Regions from separate parts of the Mus musculus genome. Here region 1 is linked to region 2. Evidence: chromatin contacts called from public targeted proximity ligation data. All regions are on one chromosome and are shown on one strand. The core of a region is the stretch at or near the end of the contact, and the rest is flanking DNA. Distances in the headings are between cores, read along the strand shown. Region 1 has its middle 110 kb from the start of Mir3970. Region 2 has its middle 61 kb from the start of Gm36774.

What was found.
Region 1: a contact with region 2 is called in a targeted proximity ligation map of memory CD8 T cells, with 4 times the contacts expected there. A contact is called at or near these places in 2 of 130 datasets of targeted methods (the NIH/3T3 cell line and memory CD8 T cells).

Annotation. Positions count from the first base shown.
Region 1 is chr19:33,264,162-33,266,861 of GRCm38.p6, reverse strand. It overlaps the pseudogene Rnls. Among named protein-coding and RNA genes, the nearest start is that of Mir3970, 110 kb to the right of the region's middle.
Region 2 is chr19:32,868,055-32,870,841 of GRCm38.p6, reverse strand. No RefSeq gene overlaps it. Among named protein-coding and RNA genes, the nearest start is that of Gm36774, 61 kb to the left of the region's middle.

The sequences.
Region 1 (2,700 bases), core at 117-2,616, 400 kb before region 2:
CCAATACATGTGTTTAATTGTCACATACATGCTGCTAGAATAAAATTAAAGATGAAGAAGAGAGTCCTCACCTTCATGAAATTTGTAAGCCAGCAAGAATATCACATAAACAGCAACATAACAAATAGTTAATGGCAAGAACAATAATGTGACAGAGAGCCTTGAGGGAAGACGAGTTTACTTCTACAGGATGCACTGGAGATTTTGGACACTTGGTGAAATTTCTTCTGTGATGGTTTATCTTGTCAGCTTGACTGATTAGAATCACCTAGGACAGGATAATGAGGCACACCTCCCAGTGAGAGCATTTCATAGATGATTAACTGAGGAGTAAAGGCCTGCCCTGACTGTGAGCAGCACCATTATTTGGGCAGGACCTTGAATGAAATAAAAACAGAAGAGAAAGCAAACCTTGTGTAAGTGTTCATCTCTCTGTTTCCTGCTCCAGTGAAGTGAGCAAGCTTCCACATGCTATCATCCCAATGGAGCTGCCCCTGACAGATCTTACCCACCATGATGACTGTATCTTTTCAGTCAATGAGCCAAAAATAGTTCCTAGATTGTTGTTTGTCAGGTGTTGGTCACAGTGATTTAAAAAAAAAAATACATCAACTGACATTTGTCTAGGTAAATAGTATTTGAGGAAGTCTAGACATTTGAGATATTTCCATGAAAGAAACGGTGAAGGAGGACTGTTCTCCTACACTGTATTGTGCTCTATTAGGCTCAGGACTGGAGGTTTGAATCAACTCTGCCATTATAATTTCCCATATAGCTCTAGATCTTTCTTTCCATGTAGTAAATTTAGAATTTGAATGAGTCCACTGTAAGAGAATTTCCAACTCTGACATGTCCTGATTTCATACATGCTTCAAGAAATATCAGTACTATGTATATAAATCTCCTTGCATTTTTATTTTTATTTTGTATTTGCTTGGTTAGTGTTTTATTTTGAGACAAGGTCTCACTGTGTAGCCCTGGCTAGCATGGAGCTCACCAGATAGGCCAGGCTGACATGGAACTCACAGAGATCCACTGAGGGCTGGACTAAAGGCATGTGCCATCAACCTTTGTTCAGCCAGAAGTTGACCCTAACTGTGCACACACCTTTCTTAAAGTCTTTGTTGTTTAAATGGGTCTAGAAACCATCTGAACTCACAAAAATATTTTTGCCATCTATAAATCATGAGGACAGATAATCTTTTTTATTAGTTTCAGAATCAAAAACTGCTCTGAGAAAAACCTAAATACATAAATAGGCTTTGTACTGCTTGGTAATCACCTGCAACTGTGGAGCCTATAATTACAGCAGTAACTAGGAGCTTAAGTTAAGTGGCAGCAGTGACACCCAGAGAGCCTTTAGCTCCACTTTGCTCCTGGCTCTACAGGCAATCAGGCTGTGAGATTCATTGACAGGAACCATGGCAACAGTAACTACCTATTTGTTTTATGTTTGAAAGACTTTGAAGTTGGGCGTTGTTTCTTTCATGTTAAAATGGCTTTGATATGCAAGAAAGTGAAAATAAAATAAACCACAGCAAGGAGAAAAACTACCGTGTTGACAGAGTATATGTTGGATTGATCTATCTTTATCAATATTAGCTCACTAATGAGAATAGAGTCTCCCAGTGATCGGACAAAAAATTGTTATAACTTACAAAAAAAGAAAGAATTTATTATGAGAATATGACTATGTGTATCACTGCTCCCAGGAGTGCACAAAAGGAGACTCAAGGATGGATTTCAGAATGGGTAGAAACTGAGGGACCTATGATTACCTGCCAACCCCACAGTGTTCTAGGGAGGAGACAAAGATGGGATCTGTCCATTTCTACTTCTGAGCTACAAAACATACAGTCTTAACTGTCAGATCCAAAGGAATCGTGAATCTCCCAAGCCCCCAAAGGCAGTCCAAATATCCAGAAATGAGCTCAATCAAAACTATAGGAGGAATTCTGATAGATAAAGGCCAACATTCCTCAGGAACCTCTGAAGTTGTTCACCCTCTACCAAAAGGAGTCACCTCTTACCTCTAGCAAAAGGGAGTGTGGCTACCTATGGTGTCTATTAGCATATCAAAGCTCATGTGGGCCTCCAGGCTCCAGCAGGATCACAAATTACACCTTTCAAAGTCTGTGTTAGCATCCTAGCTTACTCACATTCTCCCCACTCTACCTCCCTCCAGCTTACCGGGTTCCCTCCCCACAGCTACACTTTATCCTTATAAGCTGCTATTTTCACTATGATCTGTCTATGCTCTGCTCTTGCTTTTCTCACTATGGATTCTCTGTTCTCTATAGCTTGCTCTTCTTCCCTCTCTCACAGGCAGCCCTGGCCATGTCTAGTCTGCTGACCATGCTCAGTCTACTTCTTTTTGCCTCTTCTCTGAACTCTCCCAGCTGCCTCTAGCTGTTATCTCTCCCTTATCTACATTAAAAACCTTCCACCTAACCATACCAAGGAGCGGTCATGTCATGAGTCTATATGTTCACCACAATTTATCTTCTGCTATCAGTAATAAACAAATCCTCCTAGGGGGTATTTGAATGACAGAACAGATGTTAGGCTCCAGAATATTGACAAATGACCCATAAATAAGCTATGAGGTCATCATTAATTAGTAGCACACATTTCTATTTAAAATTATTTAAATAAGGAGCTGGAGAGATGGCTCAACAATTAAGACCCTTTGCTACAACC
Region 2 (2,787 bases), core at 47-2,546:
CCCAGCAATAATTCCACTTTCAAAGGTGATTAAGGGATAGTCAATAGAGGGCTTGTCTATGAATGTCCAGGAAGTAAGAAAGTCTGTTCTTCCACTGAGTTTTAAAGATCAAGGTCACTGAGGAGAGGAAAAACTGGAAGCAGGAAGTGAGAGATGAGAAAACATTGCCAGCCTTAGCAGCCTCAGAGAGCTCTTGGGGTTGGGAGGGGGGCTGGGGGGGGCTGGAGGGGGCTGGGGGGGGTTGGGGTGAAGAACTGAGCTGCTGAGCTGACTGAAATTTAATTTTCATTACACAAAGGAATGAGAGCTCAATCAGCTATTTTGTTGATACGTAGACACCATTGGTTATAAAATGCATCATTAATTTGTGTCCCACTAAGAAAGAAGTTATGTCTCAAATTAATCTATGAAAGAGTCCATTCTCAGCCCTTAAAATTTTTATTTTATTTTTGCTGAAAATCTCTGTAGACTTTTGGGGACATAGATTTTTATTACATGTCCCTGAAATGCGTATATAAAAGGGAAACTAAACTGATTGAGAAATTCATGACATCAGTTCATGCAGATTGTGTTCTAAATTTACTTTCCTCCACACTCATTATGATGAGACAAGATTATAAATTCTATACAATAATCCAACTTCCCCCCTCCAGGTGGGAGATAAAATGTTCCTCCCCCATCCTTATTATTGGATCCAGATTTCCTTCCACATTGTTATCATCCATCCTAAAAGGACTAGTATGTGTGCAGTTTTGATTGGGACTCTTGTTTACCTCAGTATCCAAGGGCCCTGCAGCCTCCTACACTCACATGAAGACCATGGCTTAGAAGCTACTCCTGGAAACAACCGCAACAATATGTTTGCTTTCCAAATACTGTATGTATATCCCTTTCTCTTCCTGGTCTTTTTGCACGTTGCTAATGAAACTTTTTTTAAATGCATTTTTATTTATGCATGTGCCTCACACATGGGCAGGTGCTGAAGCCACCAGAAAGAGGGCTTTCAATTCCTCTTGAACTAAAGTTTACACATACATAGACAATACCAAATATGTTAGTATTGCTCGTAGGATGAGTAATAACTCCAAAATTTCCTCAATAAACGCCTGCATCCAGAGATATTGACCCTTATATTGGACTTAATTCAATGTGGCAATTTGAAGTGAAAAAAAAATAAAATTGCTTTTCCTACACACCTGAGCTCACAGAATGGAATTCTGCCTATTACACCGGTTGGGCTCTCTAGACCACAACGGGGAGCAGTTTGTGCTGTTGAAAGGCATCCAACTGAGAGTTTCGCAAGCAGTCTGCCACAGGATAAGATCAAGTGTGGTCTCCCCATGTCTGCAGGAGTTGGTTAAGCAGGAACAGTGCCCTTTGAGCTGTTGACGTGAATAGTCTTCACACAGGAAGTATCACAGAGTCCATTTTTCTGTCCCTTCAGAGAAGACATTTCAAACTGGCCATCGCTCCGTCTTCTACAAAAAAGCAATCATAACCTCTTCAGGATGTAGCTAAGCACGGGATAAAACAACAAGACAGGAAACCTTGAGGGAGGGGGGTGTAGACATGAGGTTAACAGCTCAGCCTTAGAGTCCAATTGATATGAGCTTGAGTCCCAGATCTGCATTTGCATATTTTATGAGAAGTCCCTTGATGTCTGCTTGACAGAAACTAGGTAAAAATCATTTCTTCTCCTAGTTGTATGAGAAAGTCCTTCCTAGATTCCTAGCATTTACGTGGAACCGTGGAATTGATTTCTGGTCGATGACTTCCAGCATTTAGATGGAGCCATAAAATGGATTTCTGGTCGGTAGGGGGAGGGGCAGAGTCTTGGACCTTAAGCTTCTCAGTGATTCCCCCATATCCTCTCTCTTTTGTTTTGCCAGGTGACACAAGATTCAGGTGACCTCCAGGAGTATTCTGAGACCCTAGACTACGATGATGCGTCCTTGCCTGAATCTCTGAATGACCCCACACTGAAAAACAACCTTGACAGTGTCCACTAGAAACAACGAAAGCCTTGAGTGTCACAGCAGGTGTCCCGAGGTTTGCTCCCTCCTATAGGGCAAAGGTTTCATTGATTACTTAAGGGAGTTGCCAGGATGCGTTCCCTATGTAAAATACTAAAAAAAAAAAAAAAAAAAAAAAAAAATCAGTGGCTATCTTCTTATTGTTGATAAAGAACCCAGAAACAGTTGACATAAGCAGACAGCTTCTTACAGCTTATATTAGAGCAATGCTTCTCACCCTTCCTAATCCTGGTGACCCTTTAATACAGTTCCTCATGTTGTAGTGACCCGCAATCATAAAATTATTTCATTACTACTTCATAGCTGTAATTTTTTGCTACTGTTATGAATCAGGATGTAAATATCTGATATGCAGGATAGCTGATATTCAACCCCAAGGGGGTCGCAACTCACTGGTTGAAAACAATTTATTAGAGGGTGGATACTTTATACATACCAACTGATTCATACTGTTTGTATTGCAATGTTTGAGCCATCATGTTTTCTGACACTTAGAAAAGTCCACAACCAGTTATACAGACCCTGATAGAAAGGAATGACTTCCTATCATCACCATCAGAATTCTTTTTTTTTAAATTTATTTATTATATGTAAGTACACTGTAGCTGTTTTCAGACACTCCAGAAGAGAGAGTTAGATCTCGTTAAGGATGGTTGTGAGCCACCATGTGGTTGCTGGGATTTGAACTCCGGACCTTCAGAAAAGCAGTCGGGTGCTCTTACCCACTGAGCCATCTCACCAGCTCCCACCATCA